Regions from separate parts of the Arachis hypogaea genome. Here region 1 is linked to region 2. The links are chromatin contacts, called in public Hi-C maps. All regions are on one chromosome and are shown on one strand. The core of a region is the stretch at or near the end of the contact, and the rest is flanking DNA. Distances in the headings are between cores, read along the strand shown.

What was found. A called contact is a pair of places that touch in the nucleus more often than the background predicts.
Region 1: a contact with region 2 is called in a Hi-C map of an unstated tissue, with 4 times the contacts expected there. The contact joins the promoter of LOC140176696 here to the enhancer-like site in region 2. A contact is called at or near these places in 2 of 8 Hi-C or Micro-C datasets (leaf and an unstated tissue).

Annotation. Positions count from the first base shown.
Region 1 is chr2:18,151,494-18,154,390 of arahy.Tifrunner.gnm2.J5K5, forward strand. It overlaps LOC140176696, which reads right to left and starts at 1,426. Exons shown (of 4, transcript XM_072208241.1): 1 at 1,314-1,426; 2 at 1-62. The coding sequence starts at 1,426. It also overlaps the pseudogene LOC112740634.
Region 2 is chr2:18,072,999-18,075,896 of arahy.Tifrunner.gnm2.J5K5, forward strand. No RefSeq gene overlaps it. Among protein-coding and RNA genes, the nearest start is that of LOC112722685, 6.7 kb to the left of the region's middle. Within about 2 kb of position 1,298, at least 3 of the 3 cell types and tissues checked have open chromatin away from gene starts, as enhancers often do.

The DNA.
Region 1 (2,897 bases), core at 176-2,675, 79 kb after region 2:
TAGGAGTCTGAGAGGATGGGTTAGAAGAGCCACCAACACCAGATGAGTTATGTCTTGATGCACTAAATTGAGTTGGAAACGGCAAGGAAGTTGGAGTAACATTTCCGATAGAAGGGTTACATATGGATGAAAATGGTAAATGGGGTGTTTGTGAATTTTGGTTTTGTGGTTGGAATATAGGAAATTGATTATTATAAGGAGTTTGAAAATTGAAATTAGAGAGATTTTGTGGATTTGGATTTTGAAATGTATTTGGTAGTATGAAGTTTTGATTTGGAACTTGAGAGTTTGAGGTTTGAGATTGTTGGGTATTTGGAATTTGAGGAAAGTTTTGTAAGTAATTGAAGAAAGAGTTGAGTTGGTTTGGATCCATTTTTTGAACAAAAAATAATAGTAGCAGAACTTTGATTTTGTAAACTTATAAGAAGATGAAGAAGAGTTGTAGAGAGTGTGAGAATACAAGTGTATCTAAGTGGTATATATAGAGTAACAAAATATTAATTTATTAATAATAACGGTAACATAGTAACAACTAGTTTCTAACGGCTATTTTTACAACGGTTAGTTTTACAACGACTAAATTAATATAATAATATAAATATAAATAATATTTAATATTAATTATGATATAAATAATTAATATAAATTATTAATTAAATAAATATTTAATTATTTAATTTATTTAATTATTATAATTATTATTAAATTAATTATAATTTAATTACTTAATTAATTATTATTTAAATAATTAATATAAATTATTAATTAAATAAAAATATAATTATTTAATATAATTAATTATTATAATTATTATTAAATTAATTATTATTTAATTATTTAATATACCTATTTAGCTAATTAACATTATATATAATTATTTATTTTCTAACTAACTTGCCAAATGGCAAGTTTTGATTGTTTCATTGGAGTCCCTATTCAGAGGGACTCCTGCTTCTTGGAATTCGTGTGGGAACTCCCTTTCTTCCCACTCCAACGCATAAGCTTTCTTTTCTTCTGACACAATAGGAACTGGGCTTCATTTTTTTCTCCTGTTGGAGATGCTCTAAAGAGCTAATTTGGTATAGATATACGGAGATGGGGACAGATTGACAGGTACCCTTGGTGTGTGACTGGAGGGAGCAGGACCTGACAGTGTTCAGTCTCCTGGCTTGAATGGTTTAGCTGAGCCTTGTTATTCCTAGCGCCAACGGAGGAGCATGGAAAATCTTGGGCTCCCTTATATTGTCAATGCTGATATTGGGCTGGACCCTTTTTGTTATGTGATATTTTTGTAATAGATGAACAGAATTAACATGGTCCATTTGAGGTTTTTTAAGAATAGGAGGCATAGACTGCCGCCGTCGTCCTGGCTGCGGAGCTTCTGTCCTCGTGTCGTCGGCATCCGCGGTATAGTATTTTCCGGCATTGTGCGGGACTCGTGGTCCGAGTAGCTATCCCATCCGTGATTCACCAGTCGCCTGGCGGTGTTTACTGTCGTCGTCTACCATTGCCTCCAACCGTCCTTCCCAGTATTCTGCTCTCCGCCTTCATCGCAGGTAATGTTAATTGTTGCTTAGCTTTTTTCCTAGTCTGCTCAATTCGTGGCATTGTGTCACTGCTTGATGATCATTAATGACTCGGCTGACCCCTTGTTGCCTAAGTTGAATATGCTGTTAATTAAGTTGAAGATTTTGTTGAGAATGGTGTGACAAAATTGGACTAGTTGCCTAAATTGGACTCTGCTCAATTTTACAGATATTAGTATGTAATTTATACCGTATGGGTGATTCCTATGTTTCTTTATTCTATTGGTCCTGGCGTTGATGGCCATATCATTTCTAACCGGCGTGTGGTTATTAACAACAGAATCAAGAGGAATTTTTATCGAAATCCTCCTACTCGAACAAGAAGGAAGATAGTTTACTACTCTTCTTTATATTGTAATTCGACCTATTGGTCCGCACTCCTCCTTATCCTTTAGGTAGGATATTAGGATCATCGTTGGTCCTTCTTTCACTAATCAAGTAATGATCTCACATTCTCACTATTTTTCAATGTTCTGAAAATCGGTTTGAACCGATCGGTCAAATCGATTGAATTCGGGAACTAATGGAAATTACAATTCGGTTATATGCCAAAATCGAAAAAAAAGAAAACCATTGTTGAACTGTTAAACCAGTCGATAATCGGTCAGTCGAACCGAACCGACACCTGGCCGATTTTCTACTTTGCCCAAAAATGCTCAAAATGCGCCGTTTAGCATTCAGTAAACCCCCAACCCTAACCTGTTATCAACCCTAACTCACTCCAACTCTCCAACAGGTAGCACACCTTCCCTCGTCCCTCCCATCACCCTTGAGTTAATCATTCCTCTCAACGCCGACGAGCTTAGTCCTTCCCTTTCGTTCAGCCGCTGGACTACTCCCGACACCGTCGCCAGTTGGAGTTTCGAAGTTCACTCGGTCCCTCACTTAGCTCTAACGTCTCAGACTCTCAGCAGTGGAAGCATAGTTAGTGCTCGCCTCCTACCTCCGTCGCTAGCTCTCCGTTTCCAGCGCCATCATCCTTCTTGCATTGGAAACTGTAATGGAGTCTCTGTTTGATTTTGATTCTGATTTGTTTTTATTCTGAACCTTTTCATGATTGTAGGTTTGACTCTGATTTATTTTTATTCTTCCGTTGTCCTTCCTATTGTTGATTCTGATTTGTTCTTTGGTTGGGTTGTTCTTGATTCTTTGGTTGAATTGTTAATTCTATTTTTTTTACTTTGAATTTTTTGTTCTGTTTTTTTTTGTTAATTCTGGTTTAGGATTGATTCTATGCTTTTGACTCATTCAATGAATTTTTTCTAATTTATTTGTTCTGTTGCTGTTTTATTTCTTTAATTCTGGTTTTTT
Region 2 (2,898 bases), core at 48-2,547:
TAAGGGAGGAGCATAAAATGATTTTAAAAATATTGCATCAAACCACCAAATACCCAATCGAGAATATCATATAATCAAATGATTAAATAAAATTAAGCGATCATGTTAATAGGTAAATAGGTAAATAAGTGGGCCCACCGATCCGGATAGATGAGTTATTATTCCCTAGATATAAAAGCAAATAACATTTAATACATTAATAATATGTTAACATAAGAGGGTGCATCAATAAAAAATAATAATAAGAATAGTAGGAAAAATAAAAAAATAATGAAAATCATTGACAAAGGGGCCAGAGTTTATCTCCTTAGCTCGTTTGCGATAAGGATAAATTGATGGATCACTATGTAGTACCCTCTAGCTCGAAGAAAAAATTTGAAGGAAAAAATGATCCCGCTCTCTGGAGAAAGGGCAAGAGAAATTAAAGTACAGACATGTCGTCATTAAATGCCAGTGAATAAATGCCAAAACTAAGAAACCCAAATAGATGAACTTTGATCAAGGCGGTGGAAATCAACATCTAACATGGCTAAAGAGGTAACAACAAATAATGAAAGAAAAAATTATCCTTAAATAATTTGATAATAACTATTTAGCAGGGGGAAGAAGTGTAGCTTTACTTATTGCTGGTAGGAAAAGGTATTTTCACTAGGTCTTTGAAGGTTTGAACAAATTACAGCATCAACGAAGGGAAACAGGTCAACAAAATTAAGTGCATTTAATGGGCCCTAGGGTTGAGTTGGGAAAAAGGGTTCAAAATCTAGTTCCGAGAGAAACACGGTATACGAAAAGAAAATGGAGGCAATATAGACAAATACTGAAAGTTGTGAGCCGTGACCCGATAGTGGTACGAAATAAAACTTGGAAGTGCTGGTGCTATTCGGAAAAATACACAGATAATAAAACGTAATGAAAAGGGATCATGACTTAAAGCGGTTAAAAAAACATATATATATATATATATATATATATATATATATATATATATATATATATATATATATAAAGGTTCTAAAATGGATATTTTTTGTTATTGTGGATGATATATGAGGCCCGACCCTTTTTAAAATTTAATCAGTTTGGGCTTCCTTTAGCCACATGCGGGACAACATTGTGTTGGAACAAAAGCCCATAAAATCAGTGAAACTTTGCAAAATAACATATTGCAACCCAAACTCTTTTCATATTAATCATCATGGACTTCTTTTTCCATGTGGGCAAGAACATGGCATTGATTGGTAAGAATTTAAATAAGAGCCAGTAACAACGGGTAATCATCATGGACTTCTTTTTTTATGTGGGCAATAACATGGCTTTGATAGATAAAAATTCAAATAAGAGCCAGTAACAACGGGTCTAACGGGTTACACTGGAATCCTTTTTAATACTTTAGAGGCCCGCTGGCGGCCAAAAACTTTTATGGCACCAATTTAAGTGAATCTTGCAAATCATAATAACTGTGTTGACTAACCATAGTGAATAAGGGAAGTCTTAAAAAGACAATGCTTTGGGAGTGCAATGACTAAACGCATTTCAGAAAGGGGAGGTGCAGTGGTTACATCAGGCTTTTACAGAAACCCAAAGACAACCAGGTGAATGCATTTGAAGGCTGAATGGTCACCAGTCACGTATGTGCACAGAATCGGGAGGTTCAGTCACAAGGCTCATAAGACATGTTCATCGCTTCATTTCAGGTCAAACACAGTGTGCAGAAAGATAACTTTGGGTGGATATGGTGTAAAGCATAAATATAAAGGAAAAAATAAATTGCGAGCTATTCGTAAATGAAGGCAGGCGAAAAAGACCACGAGAGTAAAAATTCGATACCGAAGTTTTATAAAAAAGAACTCATAGTCTAAAGTGAATTATTATGACAACAGCAATGAGGGCTGGTTGATAAAAATCCCATAGTAAACAAACAATGCCTTACAACAAAGGAAATGTAGCCAAAAAAAAAGATCCTAACGACACACGAATAAGAAAAGACATAACAAAACAGGGTGATGCATGGAAACAAAGACCCAATTTCAGCTGCCCACGCCTATTGGCCACTTTATTAACATAATGCGAAGGAAAAGTCAACTAAATCACATCACAAAAGATTACATGACATTGCTCACACACACAGGGAAAAGATGACAACACTTTTGATGGAAACAACGGCTCCCTATCTCATGCGACCAACAAATCTAACAACTCCGTCATCGAGACAAATAGCACGAAATTGCGCCTCTGACATAGCAGCGTCAAATGATGGATCAAAGACATCAAAGCCACAGATGAAATGATTAATGCTAAGGAGGACGACACCGAGCAAACCACATGGAGTTTCCATCAGATTAGGGTCACCAATAAAGAGAGACCGACCCCACTCCATTCCGTCAGACGATCCAATGTTTATGGCAACCAAGTGGACCCCGAACCTAACAGAGGACCGCTCATAGCTGACGAAGTCCACACCGTCTTCGCGACCAATTAACACAGGATGCTCAACACACATATTTGCACCTATCTCAATTTCGCTCCATATAGAATCAAGAGAGGAATACCTAACCACAGAAACGGGTTTCTTCCAAAACCACCCTTCACTATTGATCCAAAAAACACAATGTTTGAAAACTGCATACCTATTGCCCAATTTGTCAACCATAGTCGGTGTTTGAACACAAGGGGTCCAATGACCCACTTCCGACTCAAAAACGTTCATGTCGTACCCAGCAGATACCAGGTGACGTTTGGTTAGGCTCATAATCCTATAGCCATCGCAACCATATACGCCCACAAAGGCATATGCAGACCAATCATCGCGGTGGTTAAAGTGGTAGCAATTAGACCCTGGATCGGTGATGAGAGACCTCCAAGAACTAAATGGATTCCATATAACTAAGAAACTAGAAT